2 separate regions of the Sus scrofa genome follow, and region 1 is linked to region 2. The links are chromatin contacts, called in public Hi-C maps. All regions are on one chromosome and are shown on one strand. The core of a region is the stretch at or near the end of the contact, and the rest is flanking DNA. Distances in the headings are between cores, read along the strand shown.

The links. Hi-C and Micro-C count contacts between places; a contact is called where the count stands out from the background.
Region 1: a contact with region 2 is called in a Hi-C map of embryonic fibroblasts, with 2.0 times the contacts expected there. The contact joins two enhancer-like sites. A contact is called at or near these places in 3 of 47 Hi-C or Micro-C datasets (embryonic fibroblasts, fetal skeletal muscle and omental adipose tissue) and 1 of 2 datasets of contacts at active chromatin or transcription factors (skeletal muscle).

Annotation. Positions count from the first base shown.
Region 1 is chr12:4,375,296-4,379,108 of Sscrofa11.1, forward strand. No RefSeq gene overlaps it. Among named protein-coding and RNA genes, the nearest start is that of SEPT9, 30 kb to the left of the region's middle. Within about 2 kb of position 1,271, at least 37 of the 83 cell types and tissues checked have an H3K27ac peak or open chromatin away from gene starts, as enhancers often do. A contact at or near this core is called in embryonic fibroblasts, omental adipose tissue and skeletal muscle, where this site is marked.
Region 2 is chr12:3,985,848-3,989,872 of Sscrofa11.1, forward strand. No RefSeq gene overlaps it. Among named protein-coding and RNA genes, the nearest start is that of TNRC6C, 49 kb to the left of the region's middle. Within about 2 kb of position 2,569, at least 73 of the 83 cell types and tissues checked have an H3K27ac peak or open chromatin away from gene starts, as enhancers often do. A contact at or near this core is called in embryonic fibroblasts, omental adipose tissue and skeletal muscle, where this site is marked.

The DNA of each region.
Region 1 (3,813 bases), core at 21-2,520, 390 kb after region 2:
TTATACAGTGTACAGAGTATAATACACACGCCATAGACGTTGTATTCTGTGTGTATTATACAACTGATCTGCTTTGCTGTACTCCTAAAACTAACACAACTTGGTTAAGTCAACTATACGCCAATCTTTTTTTTTTAAATGACAAGGCACCAGCAACAGTGCCCTTAGCAGGCGGGCTGAGGCAGGTGCCATAGCTGTCCGTCCTAGGTCCACTCCATCCCAGGGCCTGCCCTGGCCTCCCCTCCCCCCGCAGTGGTTACGCCAGGGGGACAAGGGCAGCTCCAGGCAAGAAGGTGCACGGGAGGGGAGCAGGCGGGCCCCCAGAATCCATGTGGACTGCGCTTCCCACGGCTCACCAGGGGTTGGCGACCAGAGTGGACAAAGGCTAGCGGCCGGAGAGGGACAGTGGGAGGTCTTGGGACACAGACTCAGCCTGTGCATCCAGGATGCATGGGGACTGGAGGGGGTTGAATGGAGCTCCCCCACCCCACAAATTCATGTCCACTGGAATCTGTGGACGTGATTCTATTTGGAAAAAGAGTCCGCAGGTGTAATTAGGACAAGGACCTTGAGTCTTGGTCATCTTGGATTTTCCGAGCAGGCCCTAAACCCAGGAACAAGTGTCCTTATGAGAGAGAAGCAGCGGGAGATTTAAGACACAGAAGAGGGCTGTGTGACCACAGAGGCGGGGACCGGGCGAGGCACCCGCCAGCCCAGGCTGCCAAGGAGCGCTGGCCGCCACCAGAGGCTGGGAGGGTGGCCTGGAGAGGGTGCTCCCCAGGGGCCTCGCGAGGAACCAACCCTGAGGGCACCTTGATTTTGGACCTCTGGCCTCCAGAGCTGGGAGAGAACCAACTGCTGTTGGTGGAAGCTCCGCAGATCGCAGTACCTGGTTACAGCAACCCCGGAAACCAAGCCCTCGCCAGTCAGAGCAGGAGGAGGAAGAGGGCCAGGAGGGCTTCGGGCCAAGCTTCCCGTCTTAGAGACGAGGCAAGTAGAGCCAGAGAGGGCAACGCAGGTCCGGGAAGCCAGCAACCAGTGTCTGCCCGGCCAAGTGCCTGGGGATCCAGAGACAAGAGGGGACAGCAGAGCGGCACACCTCCCGCGGTGGGGGCTGTCCAGCTCCCTGCCCTCCCATGTGCATGACACAGGACCCCCCGGAGCAGAACAGGGTGCCAGCTCTCTCCCCCTGGGCGAGCCAAGGGCAGACGTCCAGTGACAGTGCGGCCTGGAGCTCCCAGGCCAACCTTCATGACCAAGCGGAGAAGCGTCCACATTCTCTGCTGACGACTCACCGCGCGGCCGTTCCCAACTCCCCCTCTCCACCCCACGGCCCAGCTGAGCTAAGTCACAGCCTCCCAGTGGAAAGTTCCCTTCCTGGAGAATCTCCCTGCTGAAATACAAGCGCTTGGAACAAGATAAAACTGCTTGATTTGGAAAAGCCACAAAGCCAGTCCAGAACAAGGAAAAACGTCGACCCTGGGCTGGAAGGAGCGGCCTGTGTCTCAGCGGCCAGTCACTGCTCTGTGACTCATCCTGGCCCTGCTGACAAGCCCGCCGGCATCTTCCCAGGGCAAGGCTGCAGCCCCAGAGGGCTGGAGGGGGCCTGGCGGCAGAGAGGACTCAGGCCCCCTGGTCCCAAACCAGGCCAGAGCCAGGCGCTCCCGAGAGAAGGAGGAGAGAGAAGATCTGAGGTCCCCTGAGGCCACCTGCACCTGCCCAAGCCCCTCGCCACCAGCCCCTCCTGGACAGGGCTGGGCAGCAGCCAAAAGCCAGCCAGACACACCTTAAATGCCAGCCCGGGGAAGCATGAGCAGTGACGGCTGATTCTGGAAATTGGCGGGTGGGGCATCTGGCCGGACGGGCCCCCACCCTGAAACACACAGGCCAGGCCTCCCGGCCCCAGCCCCACCTCCTCCACCTGGTGTGCGCTTGGGAGACACGGCCGGGGCCGCACTGGCCGCACTGATCCAACGCCCTCCCTTCTCCGGCCACAGAGGGACTTGCCGGAGCTCCCAGCAGGGACAAGGTGCACCTCGCTTCCCCCGAGAGGCTTGAGCTCTGACTTAGAAGTGAAGACCAAAGTCAAGGAACATGGGGAGCCCCCTGGGGGGAGGGGCTCTCCTTTTCATTCATATCTGGAACCAGCTTTTAACGGAGCTTTGAAAGAAATAAGTATTTTTTTTAATGAAAACACATCCAGATGAGGAGTTCATGGAAAGCACCACCAGCTCGTCCTCAGGCACAGCCTAGGAGAAGGTGCCCGCGTCCTGCACGCTGTGCTGTCCTCGGCCGAGGGCACCATGCTCGGCACGGCTGTGACGGCGCAGAGACGACCGTTTGTCTGGTGCATGAAAAACGCCAGAGTTCGTTCCGCCCGGGAGGTGCCAGGACGTTGCCGTCACTTCTGACTCCCGAGGGACCCCTCCCAGCCTTGCGCCTCCGCTCTCTGGTGCCCGGGTGGTCACCCAGCTGGGCTTTGGCTCGGTCATCTGAGAAATGAAGGCTGGGCCAGAGGCCCCTGCCAGCCAGGCCAGTGGAGTGACCATCCTCCCAGGGCCCTGCCCTGCCGCCCTGCCAGGCAGAGCACAGGGAACCCTGGCCCCACGCGCCATCCATGCCAGCTGGCCCACGACACTGGGCGCAAACAGAAACAAGATGTGCTTTCGCCAGCCGTGCCTTCTGCTGTTCTCCACAGCTGCCCCACCTCTGGTGGCCAGTCTCAGTGCCCATTTGTGTGTGCCTAGCAGCATGGCATGGGCACACACACTGCCCTCCCCCCGCCCCGGGCTGCCGCCTCCGCCCTGACATCTCACTGGCTTCTGACCAGGCCCTGGAGCCGCAAGCAAGGGGTCGTCTTCGGAGGAGCCCCTGAGATGCGTGCGCCTTCCCTCTGGCCCCTTGGGGGCCCCCCACCAACTTGCATGGCGGCAAACAACAGACGGGCCAACGGCACTGGTGGGGTGACAGTCTTATCTTTCTTATCCTCACTATGACCCAGGGGTCAGCTCGGAACAGCTGAAGTCCAGAGGCTTACGCCCCAGGATGTCTCAGGCCAGCTCGGGGCACCCCAGCACCTGGCTCAAGGGGCGAGCTGTGAGCGGCAGGCCCTGGAATGACTGGGATTACTCTGTGGTGTCAGATGCCGACGCAGGACGCCACGCCTGGCGGAAGGGTCTGGGCAGGCCGGACCTGGGAAAGAGAGGCTTCGACTGGGGGTGACCTAGGAGGGGCGGCCTCCTTTCTCTCCACTTGTTGCGCCCCCCCCCCCCCACCACTGCCTGGATAACTCTGTGCCCGCTCTGTGGGGGCCGCCAACGTGAACCACTTGGCCTAGATCACACCTGGGGCGCGGAGACCAACCCGAGGACCTGGAAATGCCCCCGGAGCAGCCGTCTGCCCTCACTCCTTGCCCCAACATGATATTCAGATGTTTTAAACAGTGATTCTGCCCAGGCTGAGCGGAGCCCACAGCCCAGAGCTTTCTGTCCTAAAGCTCCCCTCGGTGGCCGTGGTCATCACTACCCCTCCCCCATCCAGGGAGCCCCGGATCTGAGTGACACCAACATCCTCAAGCGGGAGTCACCCCGGTTAACCCCCCCAAGCTTCCTGCAGTACAGGACCAGGTCTCTCTGCCATGCGATGCGTGCGCACACACGCGTGGGCATGCATGCGTGCGCACGAACACGCGCGCGCACACACGCACACACACAGAGGCATCTGCACGTCTCCTCTGGGCACCAGGAGCTCCCAGCCCTGTAATCAACTCCCGGGAAGGCACCAAATGCTATTTCAGGAAGGAGACCAAGACGG
Region 2 (4,025 bases), core at 1,319-3,818:
GATTTGGACAAGAAGGATGAAGGACTTAGACTTTTAAAACTAGACCTTCATGATAAAGTCTAGTCTAAATACATGCATGCATGTATCCATCTGTGACCTATAGAACCTTTCTGCTTAAGTAAGTGCTAGCTTGAAGAAATTATTGTGTCATTATAATTTAACTCAACCAATACTTTTACTATTACCACATTCCGGGCAATTGCTTTCTCATGATCCAATGTGCAAAAGAAAGACAGACTCTAAGAACCTCTATTCTTGTGAAAATACAAATACTAAAAACTTTCTGTAGGAAAAAAAAAAAAAAAAGACCTTTCAGTAGAGGTAATCAAGGTAAAACCGATTCCGGCCAGTATCATCTTCTGTAAATACCAAGACTAAAACGAATTTGAATAGTACAACTGGGCTAGTCGTTTTTAACATCTCATTTTGCACCATTTCCCCCAACAAAGCATCCTAGGAGTGCCGCACTGAAAGGTGTCCAGAGACCGTCATCACGTCTGTGGTTCTGAAATGGTGTAAATGTCTTCAAGGTGCCCCCCCGCCAACCAAGTTCATCTGGCCTTGGGCTAAGTTCTATCCTTCATTCTTTCACATAGTACAGACAAGTCTGGAATCTATGCATATAATTGTCACACTCCCTACACATTTCAGAGTGGCCGCCACTGTCCTCTGAGATTACTCAAGCCACATTTCCAGAGCCTCAACTCATCCCCACAGTTACTCAGTTCTAAATGTAGGAAATAACTTGCATAAAACAAGTCTTCTGCGGGGTCAAATTACGTTCAGAGACGCAGCGGCCTCTCCACCGTGATCGTCATACACTGTCCACCTACGCGGGCCGCACACAGCGGAGGGAACGCCGGATACAGGAGAAAACCCGAACCTCCCCAGCACAATGGAGCAAATCAGCCAGACGCCTCCAATCTGCAAGTCCTTGGCAACGTCAAGTTGGGCATCTCCAGAGCACCATTTTGCGTTCAGAGCCTGCAGGTCATGCCTAGACAGAACCGAGCAGACCACTCAAATGGAGGTTCATCTGACAGAGGCAAGGGTTCCAGGCAGTTCCCCTCTTTTCCTACAGAATCCCCGAGGCTGTGGCGTGCCTGCCACCGCAGGAGGAGCAGCCAGGACCTCCGGCTCCTCCTCCCCCGCCCGCGAGGTCGAGGCAGCGATCCTGCATCTTCCGTGAGATTCCCAAAGCTCCGAGCGACCTGCAGCGAACCGCTCGGCTCTCCGCCCGGTGAACGCGCAGGGAACCCTGCATCTGCATCTGCACGTTAATAGGCACCAACCTATTAACAACTCTCATCCACCAGGCCAAGGTGCAGACGAGGCGCCGCTCGAGCGGAGGTGGCCCAGAGGCGCTCGGGTTCCGTGCTCCGAGAGCCAGGCGACTGCGGCTCGGCTCGCGTTCCTCGTGAGCATCGCCGCGCAGCCTGCAGCACGGCGAGCAGCCCACCTGATTCCAGACCCGCGGGAGGCCGAGGGGCCCTGCCGCGCTCGCCCGAGCACGCCCGCGTTTGCTCTCCCCCAAACAAGGGCGCGGGAGGCCCCACACCGAAAACGCTGGGTTCGTGCATGCCTTCAGAAATGCAACACCCGCGGATGCGTGCTCGGGGAAAGCCACTTCCACCAACCGCATCGGCTGCACACACCACACACGCAACCGCCCGGTCGCCGCGCCGACCGTTCCGACCGCGCCGGGCCCGGCGAACCTCTCCCCGCGCGCGCACGCACCGGGCCCCGCGCCGCAGGCGGCTCCTCCCGCCGCCCCGCGCCGCGCACCCTTCCCGCCGGGACCCGCGACCCCTCGCGCTCCGGGCCGGCCGAACAAAGGCGACGCCAACAGCTCGGCCGGCTGAGGCGGTCGGAGGCCCTGCCCGCGCTCACCTGGGCTCCGTCCCCGGCAGCGGCGGCGGCTCCTCGGCGGGGCTCCGGCGGCGCGGGCCTGGCGGCGGCGGCGACAACCACTCGGGCGGCCGCCCCGGGGCCTGCGGGGCGCTCGGGCGGCGGGGGCCCGCTCAACGCCGGCGCCGCGGGCTCAGGTCCCGGTGCGGGCGGCGGCGGCGGCGCAGGCGGGTGGGCGGCGACGCGTCCCGGTGGGTCCAGGTCCGGCCCCGGCGACGCCGCAGCGCGCCCTCCTCCTCGCGCCCGCGGGCGGGACGGCGGCTCCGGCGCGGCCCGGGATCCGAGGAGGCGGCGGCGGCGGCGCTCGGCGCTCTGCGCTCGGCCGGCTCCGCTCCCTCCGCCTCCGGCTCCGGCGGGCCCGCAGCGGCGGCGGCAGGAACGAGGCGAGCGCGGGGACGGCCCTGTCAGGGGCGGTGGGGGCGGCCGGGGCGGCGCTCAGGGCTGCGGGGCGGCGGGGCCGGCGGCGGCGGCTGGGCTCCCGGGGCCGTCGCGCTGAGGTGCGGAGCTGCCACCGCGGCCATCTTGTTGCTCTAACTGACAAGAACCCCCCCTCCCCCCGCTCCAGCCAGACGGGGCGCTCGCGCCCCCTTCCCCGCCCCGCGTTGGCCTCCAACAGGAAGTCGTCCCAGCCCCTGGCACGTGACTCCGCCGTATCTGCATACCGGAGGGGCAACTGGCCAATCGGCACTCTGAACCTGAGCTCCGCCCCCGCGCGCCCCTCCCAGGCCCATTGGCTGGTGCCAGCCAGGCCGCGCCCCCTTCTTCCCCCTTAATACCCGCCTGAGCTGTGGTTCCCTAGACCGCGCTGGGAGCGCGCCGGGGTTCGCATGTGTGCGCGCCTCGCCTGCCTGGGCGGGTGCGAGTCCTGAAGGCTCGCGCTCCACTTGGGATATGTGGAAACCCTCGCCGCGTCCTTCCTCGTCTTAGGATGTTGCGGTTTCGCCTTAGCGCGCTCCACCGCAAGGCGAGGACCCCGGCCCTGCTCGCCCGCTCGGTTCCCCCAGCCCGCTCCCCGCAACTCGCGAGCCAAGGTTTTGCGCGGTATTTTCACCCGGCGGCGCTGGCCTTCCATGCTGCAGAGCCTGGCGCCCGTCCCCCCCGTGCCCTGCACACGCCTTGCATCTCCCCGCCGTGCACATACACGTACGCGCGCCGGCCAGGCCCGGGAGCATCCTGCTCGCCGCGCGCCTCCCAGACTGCTTCTGCACGCCGCCGCTTTCCCTCCCGCGGGAGCGCCCTGCTGCGAGCCAAACAAGCCTCGCTGCAAAACAGCCCTCCCGAGACAGCCCTTTGCGCCGGAGCGCGAGCATCTCGCCCCCACCGCGCAAACAGCTGTCCGGCTCAACCCTGGGGGCCCGGGGTCTCACACCCCACGGTTCCTTCCCGGCGCTCGGCCCCCGGTAGCGGTCCTCCATTCCGCCGCTCCTCTTCAGTATACGCTAGTCATTAAGCGTAAGGTCTGGAGCGATGTGCACTTTAAGAATCCCTTTTAAACTTTCGGTTCAAGTCACGAGAAGATAGTGAAACCAAGATTTCTCTACATTTTTACGAAGCGTGGTGGAAGCAGGCCAGCTTTCCGCTCAGTGCGGTGGAAGCTCAGCAGTGCTACTTGCAAGTTGTTCGTGTTAGAAGAGGCCATTCCCTGTCTACGTGTCCCCATCTTGAAAAGCAGATAATAACACGCTACTTTCGCAGTGCAATTTTGTTACCGCAAGTGTCATGCTTTGAAACGTCTGCGGATGAAACCTGGCTCTCTTTTCCTTCGAGGTCCCATGAGCTTGGGGCACTCCTTTCTTCTTGCTGCCATATTTTAAGCCCTCTGGTAGTCAGATTCACAAATCAAGCTCTAAAATCGTCTTGGAATGTCTTCTATGCCGGCTATTTTCCCTCCCCAAAACCCACATCACTAAGAAGGATCTGAAGTCATACAGAGCTGACATAGAGGCTTCTGCCTTTCCCATTCAACGTTTACTTACTTTAATTTAATTCTTGACTTTGGAGAAAACAGCATCCTTTGTATTTCTTAAAGGTATCATCCCATGTTCCAGGAGGAAGTGCAAAATAAACTAAAATTCTTCAAAATATGCATCATCCACTAAGTAAATTGCTACATCAGT